Linked DNA regions of Danio rerio: region 1 is linked to region 2. The links are chromatin contacts, called in public HiCAR-type maps. All regions are on one chromosome and are shown on one strand. Each heading gives the region's core, a stretch centred on a gene start, on an enhancer-like site or on the middle of the called end of the contact. The rest is flanking DNA. Distances are from core to core; before and after follow the strand shown.

The links. HiCAR-type assays count read pairs that join an accessible place to other places.
Region 1: a contact with region 2 is called in a HiCAR-type map of caudal fin, with 4 times the contacts expected there. The contact joins the enhancer-like site here to the promoter of mmadhcb in region 2. A contact is called at or near these places in 10 of 18 Hi-C or Micro-C datasets (caudal fin, embryo, fibroblasts and 3 more) and 1 of 4 datasets of contacts at active chromatin or transcription factors (caudal fin).

The regions. Positions count from the first base shown.
Region 1 is chr9:24,790,535-24,796,124 of GRCz12tu, forward strand. It overlaps a transcript of lypd6b not described here. Among named protein-coding and RNA genes, the nearest start is that of lypd6b, 18 kb to the left of the region's middle. Within about 2 kb of position 3,192, at least 9 of the 62 cell types and tissues checked have an H3K27ac peak or open chromatin away from gene starts, as enhancers often do. A contact at or near this core is called in caudal fin, where this site is marked.
Region 2 is chr9:24,663,879-24,669,340 of GRCz12tu, forward strand. mmadhcb (metabolism of cobalamin associated Db) reads left to right here and starts at 3,657. Exons shown (of 8, transcript NM_205594.2): 1 at 3,657-3,743; 2 at 4,931-4,969; 3 at 5,139-5,277. The coding sequence starts at 4,961.

The sequences.
Region 1 (5,590 bases), core at 1,942-4,441, 130 kb after region 2:
AGATATTTTCTAGCAAAATATTTAAAATATTGTGTCAAAACAAGCAAGCTCTAGTTGTAAGCATACACTTTTTTTCATTATTAAATTAAAAATGTTTTAAAAACAATAATAAACTAAATGTATGCACAACAGTCTGTCCAGGTCAGTGTCCTCAGCAGTAAATACATGTTGAACTTTTAAACAAATGCTATTGTAAGAAAAATAGCTACATTTTTAAATTAAAAGTTTAAAAGATGGATTGTTGGTGATTGGATGGGTGTCGGCCAGATTGGGCAGCATCATGAACAAGGAAAATGAAGACCTTTTAAAAAAAAAAGATTTAAGACCTACAACACAATATTTCAGTAAATGTAAGACAATTTAAGACGTTTTAACACCCATCAGATACCCTGGTTATATGAAAAAAAAATACATTTTTATTTCTACTTGGTTTAAAAATAATTCCCCCACAATCTGAGGATGTATACCTGCCCTAGGGGATACCTGATCCTTTTCTTTATTACAAAGACGCTAATATATTTTTTGAAAAACCAAAGTAAATAATGAACAAATGCGCCTCAAAAAGAGAACCTATTCTTCACCTATATAAAGAAGAATTCTAGAAACTCTAATGCTTCCTCTCATGTTTTAGGACATAAAAGAGCATGTGTCTCTCATCGATGACCCTGGAGACCTATATTGTCTTCATGATCTTGTGGGCAGCAGGTGACCCTCCCCTGTCATTCTACTTGGTGACACTGTGATAGTTTTGAAACACAGAGCCTCGGGTCAGGCTTATCTCCATGCTTGACCATCAGCACTGGGGCTGTGGGGCCATTCATCGAATTTAGGATTTAAACAAAAATTTGGGCTTTAAGTGATTTTTAAAAGAGTGATTAATATTCTATTTCTAACCCCCAGCAAACAATTTTGTGTTTAATAGACGTCTAAAAGACATCTAAACGTAGACAGCTTGGCTAAAACTTGGCTAAACGTTCAAGAATAGGCCAAAACTAGACTAGTCGTCAAATAGACAGATTAGACAGACGCTATATGTGTACTCATTTATTTCTGTTTATTTGATTATTATTTTTCATAGATGTCTATTAGATTTTCACTGACAGCCCAAATTTAACCTTGTTTAAGCAAAAACGACTATGTTTAGATGTCTATTAGACATCTATTAGACATATTTTTAAAACAAACAATGCTTGCTGGGACCTTAAAGGGATGTACACTTGCTTCTCCTTAAATCCCCACACTTCTGTGTCCATCAAAGAATTCTGACACAGCTACAAACGAATTCATAATGCAATTTTCATGTGCATTAAAAAAAAAGCAGGTTCTAGTAAAAGTCTAGCACATGCTTTTAGATGAAGCAGAATTTACAACACAGAATAATAGTAAGCAAACAGGCGATGGAAGATCATGTTTTATATAGAAATCATTTTAATCAGCCAATAAGGAAATCAAGATAACCGTTGTGTGATAATGACAGCTGTTTGCGTTGCTTCTCTGTGAGCTCACTTCATAACTTCGGTTCAGTGTTTAAAATAAATCCTAAATATAAAAAGTAGAAATAGAGTATTTTGCAGGGTGTCTTCATGTTTGGAGTTTCAGCATTAGACCACCCTTTGGCTTCGGATAACATTTACCACTGAACACAAACTGAGGTTCAATGACAAGATCTCTGTATGATAAACCTCATTTGCAATTTCAATTAAATTAATTGCCTGATCCTAGTTTATATACCTTTAAAGAGGTTTGTGGTACTGACTAAGATATATATTTAATATATACAGTTGTGGGGTGTTACGGTGACGCAGTGGGTAGCACGATCACCTCACAGCAAGAAGGTCGCTGGTTCGAGCCTCAGCTGGGTCAGTTGGCATTTCTGTGTGGAGTTTGCATGTTCTCCCTTTGTTCGCATGAGTTTCCTCCTGCTCTGGTTTTACCTACAGTCCAAAGACATGCGCTGTAGGTGTACTGGGTAAGCTAAATTGTCCATAGTGTATAAGTGTGAATGAGTGTATGGGTGTTTCCCAGTGATGAGTTGCGGCTGAAAGGGCATTCGCTACATAAAATAAATACTGGATAAGTCAGCAGTTCATTCCACTGTGGCGACCCCTGATTAATAAAGGGACTAAGCCAAATAGAAAATGAATGAATGAATATACAGATGTGCTGATTTTATGCTGGTAAAATATTTTCATGGGCAAATAAATATTTAGTCAATTGCCAGAAGGTGGCACATCTATTATTAAATCCAAAAAAGCACACTTTTCTGCTATATAGTATGTGAAAACACTAAAACACTGACACAAGAGAAGAAGCTGTTGAGTTGAGTCATTATTTTTGTTTCATGTGTGCACAAAAGTAAGCTTAATAATATTATTTTATTTACTGTATTTTTTAAATATGTTTGTTTGTACTTTGAATAGGTCGGGACTGTTTTTGTCTATGGAGGATCAGAAAGTTCTCAGAACAACATGAGGGCAAGTAATTAATAACATCATTTTTATTTTTTGGGGGTAAAGAATCTTTTAACATACACCGAAGGCATTTTGTTAAACAAACATGGATTAAAATAACAAACGCTGGTCTGGCAGAAGTTCAAGTGAAATTTGATCGCAGTGGTAATTATTTAACACTTTGAACATGTGAAATTTACAATTAAATACAACCAATTTTGGATGAGTTTCAGACCAATCATTCAGGATTTGCTAAATCTGTCTCTGAGTGCCAAATCCCATCTAAAAATCAAACAGTGTGAACCTGGCTAAAGTTCAGCATTTTTTTAAAAATTGTTTTCAGTCAAAGCAAGTGCATTTAAATGCTGGCTAAAAAAACGTCTGGTTGGACAAACAGAACTAGTATGGATGTAATCACAGAGCAGAAGAGAAAGAATCTACTTCGACCAAATGGCTTTTTTACACCTGAATTTCTTGGTCTAAACATGCCCACTGTGAGCCTGTCAGGGTAGTCGTTAAAAGAAAATCTGGGGCAAAAATACAAGTCAGAACCTTTCTATGAACTGAAACAGCATTTTTACATCATTTCCCGAGTTCAACATGACATAACTAGAGTCGTGAGATATAAGCCAAGAGCGTGCACGTTAAAGTTTGATGAAGGCCCAATTGTGAGCTCTGAGCTCCCTCTCAAGTCAACTGAGCTGATACTTGTGACTCACACTAATGATAGACTGCAGGGAAATAGCTGAGCTCTTAGCTATGGCAAGCACCACTTCAGGGAGTAAAATAACCCTGTGTTTAAAGGACATCCAAACAACTGTTAAGCACAAAGATCTCCACACGTCACCCTTAATGCAACAAACCCACTCGAAATGTGAAATAAACATGTGCATCCACAACCAGGTGATAAATCCTTCTTTGATCATGAAGGGTTAGCAAGTTGAAGTTACCTTTGGTATGCAAGCTTGAAAAGAACACGTTGAGAACAATGCTGGTTAGGTCAGTCGACAACAGCTGCCATCATGAAGTCCTCGTGCCATCTGTCTCATTTCATCTGTCCACAGCAACAACAACGCTCCCTCTGATTCAAATAGGGCCAATAAACAGGCCTCTTACTCTCTGTGCAAGCGATAAAAACATAATTGGTGAATTATGCAGTCACTCTTAAAATTCCACAGTAATTGCACAGGTTTGAATCGGGACCAAAACAGCCGAGTCATGCGGCTTTGATCTAAACAGTTTTATGCAAAACATCCTGGCCGAAGTACTTCTGCCTATCAATTAGAGACAATGACCAGCCTGTGTTATTTTTGCAAGGAGATGGCTTGGCTTCTTTTACAATTACTTAGAAACAGCCTCTGTAAATTATAATTAGGCTTATGAACATCATGAATTAAAATTGTCATTTATTAACTTTAATAAACTAAAAAAAAACAGTTCATACACTGATGCACAAAACTGTTGTTGTTGTTTTATGTTAAATGTGAGAACCTATTTTAAATTTGCATATTAAAGTAGTTTTTGGGGGATGAAACTAAATGATAGTATCATCATCATCATCATCATAATTATTATTAGTGTTAATGAGTGCTATCAAATGATTAGTCTTGATTAATCGTGTCCAAAATTTAAGTTCATATTTAAAAAACATATTTGCCCCAAGTATATTTTTGTGTTCATAAATATGTGTAAAAATATTTCTATTTCTTTGATTTTATGTACAGTATGTGCGCTCACACATACATTATTTAAATACAAAACTTTTATCTTGGATGTGATTAATTGTTTGACAGCATTTGTAATAATGATAATGAAATTGAAAAAAAAAAACCTTGAGAATATTTTGACAATTTTATATTATTAAATAGAATTAGTAAGAATGAGGCATTTGATCATAAATTTAATCAACACCTACAATGTAAGAAACCCCCCGTAATTTAAAAAAACGTAAAATAACAGCCATTAAATTAGAAATGAGAAAATTAGAAATTTACCGTAAAATAAGAATATTAAATTACAGAAAGTTTCTTAAATTTAGATTTCTGGTAAATTTCTGTAATATAATATTTATTATTTTATGGTATATTTCTGTAATTTAACAGCTGTTATTTTACTTTTTTTTTCCAACACCCCAGCCACCGGAAATAAACTACAATTACGGATTTTTTTTTTTTTTACAGTGTAGAAAAAAAACACATCACACAAAAACAGTGCAACTCAAAAACAAAATACCTGTAAGCTAACAATATCTTTATATTTAAAACAAAAATTAAAGATATGAAAACGATAAGTATTAAGTTGAACTGACATCTATTCCAGTACAGTTATTGGTAGGGCCAGACGGAATCTGCGGACGTTTTTTGCCATTTCTGCAGAGCATTTTGGTAAAAAATCTGTGGATTTCTGCTGAACTATTTTGGGAGTATCATAGCTAAAACCTTAATATGTGAAATAAAAAAAAAATAAAAAAAACTTTTATTTAATGTTTAAAATGCAAATGCAATTAGATTCACTTTATTTGGTAAACAAAGCAAGTCTCTCATTGAATATCTCTAGACATTTCTCATTACATTTTCACAATAGTCAATAAAATTACTGTAATTAATTTAAAAACTGAATAAATATAGATAGACACACATTTACTTAAGTAAATATAAAGAATTAAGCATGGGCTAAAAATCTACGGAATTCTGCTTGCGCAGATTCCGTGTGGGCCTAGTTTATTGGTAACTAAAACTATTAAAAATACATTGCATAGGACTGCACGATATTGGAAAAATCTGATTGTGTTATTTTTTTTTTTTTTCTACAATAATTATTGTGATATGAATACAGTTTCTCAAGATAGTTTGAATAGCACTATTTTATGTGGATCTAACAGTGTTCAGGTACAGAAATTGATTAATTACAATGCAAAAAAAGCTTTTATTACTTTGCTTTGTCTCATTTCTAGTCAAAATATCTAAAAATGTTTTGATCAAGAAAAAATATCATTTGGTTTCACCTTCAGAAGAAATGTCAAAACAAGCTAAATTATCTGCCAATGGAGTAATCAAAATTATCTTATTTTCACTTTGAAATGTAGATATTTGGGCTAGAAACAAGACAAAAATGTAAGACAAACCTTTTTCTTTTTTTTC
Region 2 (5,462 bases), core at 2,407-4,906:
ACTGCTTTCTTGGTGGAGCTTTAGTACAATCATTTCTCAAATATTAAAAAAAACAACAACAAAAAAAAAAACAATGACCAACAAAACTTTTAATTTTTATTTTAGATTATTATCATAACATATATATATATATATATATATATATATATATATATATATATATATATATATATATATATATATATATATATATATATATATATATATAATGTTAATGACATAACATAATATGTCATTAACATATCCGATTTAAAGGTTTTCAAAGCAACATTAGATTAGACCAATCAGTTCAAGTTAGATGATTAAAATAAAACTACAAAACATATAGACATGCATGAACAAAAATAAATAAATTAATTAAAGTTACTTTAAAATTTAGGGATTTCTACTTTTGACTGGTTCATTTCTAATGAATGGTAGCTGTCAGCCTGCTCCCTGCAACTCTCACATTGTCGTCCACTGAAGCTAAGCAGGGCTGCGCCTGGTCAGTACCTGAATGGGATGAAGACCTCATGGGAAAGCTGGATTGCTGCCGGAAGTGGTGTTAGTGAGACCAGCAGGGGGCAGTCAACCTGCTATCTGTGTGGGCCCTAACACCCCAGTGTATTGACGCGGACTCTATGAAAGAGTGCTGTCTTTCAGACGAGATGTTAAACCAAGGTCATTAAAAATCACAGGATGTCTTTCGAAAAAGAGGTTTAACCCCGGTATCCTGGCCAAATGTGCACACTGGCTTAAGTGGCCTCTGTCCAACATGACCATACCCATATCATAATAGGCTATATCACTGTCTCACAGCTGGTGTATGTTGTGCGATCTGGTGCAATATGGCTGCTATTGTGTTATCCAGGTGGATGCTGCACACTGGTGATGGATGAGGAGATTCCTCTAAAAAAAATGTGTAAAGCACTTTGAGTGTCCAGAAAAAACGTTATATTTAAATGTAGGAATTCTCATTAAATTAGGATGATTGACAACAACATATTGAAAGTCAACAACTTCAAACCAAGACTAGACTAGAGTATGTGAGAGTTTAACAATACCTTTTCCCTTTTATGAATAACTAATTTTCAAGATTTGTTCCTTCCTGAATAGAATAATTTGGAAAAACATTGAATGTCTTTTGCATGTTTGAAAACTGATTACATACAACAGATTTGCTTCACAATAAGGTTTCAGAACTATGTTCGTGTTCATTTATAGATGTATTCTCAGTATACACATTAGACATTGGAAAACGTCATCTTAGGACTTCTTGTGTTTTTAAGGAAATAAGGCAGCCAAGTGGCCAAGTGCCACTAAAAGAACATTGAGGAAAAACCTGAAGCTACTTTGTAATTCCATTACACCTCATTGGAGAGAGTGCTGCGCTGTGGTTTTCAACTGTGCCTTTTGTTGAGAAGAAACCCTTTGGCTTTGATACAGCTTTTAGATGTTGAGTTGCCACATGCTCATTGACAGAACTGACATACGGTGCCTGGTAATGCAATTCAGTGCTTCAGGGTGACCTGGAATGTCCTTAGATTTTTAGAAGAGCAGTGCAAGCCATAATGGGCCACAACAAAAGCCTCCTGTTCTTTACAGAAATATGCTTTTTGCTGTTGCTGTTTTTAGTATTTTCACAACTGACCCATAACACACGATTAAAAGACCAAAAGAAGAGAACAAAAACTGAATATTGTAAGCCAGAACAGAAACTGTACAAATGCAATGTGATAAAATAGTTATTTTCATTAGTAGTTTCTGAGGTAGACATGGGAGACATAAGTTTTGAACTATTTAGCAGATAAGGGAGACACAGTGGTGCAGTAGGTAGTGCTGTTGTCTCACAGCTGGGTCAGTTGGTATTTCTGTGTGGAGTTTGCAAATTCTCCGTGTTCCCAATTGCGTTATTGGTCAATTGGGTAGGCTTAATTGCTCGTAATGTATGTGTGTGAATGAATGTGTAAGGTTGTTTCCCAGTGATGGGTTGCATCTGGAAGGGTATCCGCTGCATAAAACATATGCTGGATAAGTTGGCGGTTCATTCTACTGTGGCGACCCCAGATTAATAAAGGGACTAAGCTGAAAATGAATGAATATTTAGCAGATTGTTCACTATTGAAAGATGCTTTAAGAATGTCATGATGTTTTTGTCTTTTAGTTATAAACTATTTAGTGCAACTTACATTTGAAAATACAACAGTGGAGGATGAAATAAGGTTTTCTGGTTGTCGTTTAATGAAAGCATGCTGTACTGCCGAGAATTCACATTTTTTCAAGTACTCCCAAGCTGGCTTAAGCAGAATAAAGGAACAAATGCCAAGACGTTTTAATAGACCATATAAATCACATTTTCTGGCTCAGAAGCATTGGAAAAATCTATATAAATTTGTTTGGTTTTTAAATGTCAAGTTTTCTTCTTAGCTGAAAGTAAAGAGGTCTGTGGACAGCAGACTGAAAGAGCATTTTATTTATGAATGTGAATTACAATGCAATACTTTTCAAATTCAAAAAACAAACACTAATGCTTTATAAGTAACAATTATAAAAGTATTGGACCAGTCAAGGATTCTTAATGAAAGACTTAATAAAGAGAAATCTTTAATCTTTTGGGAAAATTTATCACACACTGTAAAACCCAACAGTCAAATGCATCTAATGAAATAAGTGTTGTTAACTCAAAATTTACTGGGAATTAATTCTACTCTTTTGAAAAGAGTTTTGAACTCAGTGATGCTGTGTGAAGCTGTTGATACTGTTTGTGGAGCTGTTTAAGGATCCTCTGAAAAGATTTTTAAAGGTTGAACACGTTTTATTTCTTTTAATAATGCGACTGAGGTCGCTGTAGTTTTGAGTTTTTCTTCTGTTTAATTGCTGGTGTACATTTTTAATGCTCAATCGAGACTTACCACTTCATTACTTCAAATTAAATGGAGTAAGTTCACAGTATAGTCATATAGATAAGTTTTTGAACTCAAATGGTTTTTAGCAGTCGGTTTCCTTAAATGATTTGAGTTGCCTTAACCTATTAGGTTTTAAAGTACTCAATTAGTTTTGAGTTCTCTTCATTTATTGGGTTTTACTGTGCTCAAATTGCTTAGTTTACTCAGATAGATTAAGTTCACAGTACTCATTAGGATTATTATTTTGTTTTACTTAGTTTGTTGCAATCAGTTTTCTTAAATGGTTGAGCGTTGGGTTTTACAGTGTAACACAGATCTGTGACTTCATGTCCTTGATGGCAACGAGCTGTTTATTTTCTTACTGAAAAGTAACAATAAAGCATTACATTTGACATAAGTGGAGATAAAAATAGCTAAAATATGTTTTATGTATAGCCTAAACCTATAAATATCTAAGAAAGAAAGAAAGAAAGAAAGAAAGAAAGATAAATAAAGTATAATTTTAAAATAAAAGAGTATGAAAGAAACCAGCAAAGAAAGCATACTATTTTTAATCACCCTTCTATATTAAAATATATTAAATATTGTTTATGGTTGGACAGTGGGAATAACTATTTATATCTGTGGAAATTTCTGATAAATGTTCTACCAGAACACAAGTCTGAGCCTGAAGGAAAAAAAAAAATAAAAAACACACACACATTTTCTGTGTTCTGCTGACATCTGGTGGAGCTGCAGGACATTTCACGGAGGTTTTTGTGTTTGTCCTTTACTCGCCGCCGTTGTTACGTAATCAGAAGGTTAAACAAGACTAGCTTGAAGTAAGCTAACAGCTAACATACACACTACAAAATTCAGGTAAGAACAGTTTAATCAAACTTATACGTCGTTATTGCGTATCCACAAATAAATCGCCAAACAAAATAAAAAAAAATATGTATCATCGTTACAGTAGTAACTTACTATTAACGTTAGAGGTGTAAGTTACCTCTTCGACTTGCTTTAGCCAATGGGCTATTGAGACATGCGTAAAGAGAAACATTGTTTACATACTCATGTTTATTCTGTTTTATTTTTGGAATCGTTTTAAATCCGAAAGCTTTAGTCGTGTATAGTCGTAAATTGTTTTCTTTTTTGTCTATTGCCGTTTTAGGACCTTAATGCTTGTAAACTAACTTAAACACAACAGACAGAGGTTACTTTACCCTGTGTTCTTACACACAGTTAGTTATTATAACAGAATAGCGATTATTATATAATTAAAATTGAAAAGAGGAAATGTTACTACCGAGAATGATTGTTGCAGATTTGTTTTTCACTCGGCAGTTTTTTGGGGTTATGAAATGGTGGAAACATAAGTCTCATTTATATTTTGTCCATGTTTTTGTCAGATGCCTAATAGATTATTAGAGTGTGTTGTGTGTGAACTATTTAAAAAAGAAAAATGACAACTGCTTACAATATTTAAAATAATAATAATAATAATCAACTGTTTACAACAAAGGTTTATTAGTGCGCAAAAGTAAGAAATGGCTAAAATGTTTTACTTAATTATTTTAATATATCTGAAGATGCATTTGACCTCACATACAAAAAATATATGCTATTGCCCCCATTAAATGAAATGGTTACATCTTTAGATTTTAATGTGTTATTAAGCAGTAGTAAATTAACATCAACTTAGATTGACAAATGCTTAACAAGTAGTTTTCATCATCAGTTTAGTTTAATTAACTATGTTAACAAATAAAGCCTTATTGTAAAGTATTACCAAACAAAGTGCCTTGAAAAAAAAACTAAACCTTTTTGATCCACACCCCTGGCTTGTCACAGTCCAGATTAGCTAAAGTTTCAATATGTTTCAAAGTAAATACAACACTCTGAATATTTTAAAAGACATTCTGAAAGGTTAAATTATGATTACATTATTTTACAGTATTTTGAAGTGCCCATGATAATAGCAATAAATCAGAAATGTTCATTATCATTGTGTTATTGAACATCAGCTTGTCTATGCAACTCTATACATTTTTTTCTACCTACAGGTGAACCGTAAACAAGAGAAGCCCAACAGGATGGCCAGTGTAAGTGAATGTAAATCTCACATCTATTATAATTGCTTTGTCTTGAGTCCTATGTGAAAATATATTCTCGCTTACATGTGATAGTGTTTGCAATTGCTGTTGTACCTCTATAAAATAAAAGATGAAATCTACAGGTAAAGATGTGTAAGTGTTTGCTGTGTTTTGTCAGGTGCTCTGCAGCAGAGCTCGACTGGTGACGTACCTACCAGGGCTTCATGTTCTAGTTCATCGTGTTGTTGGAGCAAGAAGTTTCTCTGGGGCGTCAGGATCAGATGAGCCACACCTGAACACCTCAACTCCTGACATTGGTAAATGACTGTTTCCCTGTAGAATATCAAAGCCACTGTTATCTGGCGTAAAAGAGGTCATGGTAAAACATTTACAAATTAGCTTAATTAAAAAAGGCATGCAGGTCATTATTCACACATGTATTTCTAGTTGATGATGTGTAGAAAGAGTGTTTTTATTTTATATTTTTAATGATCTCGGTTAT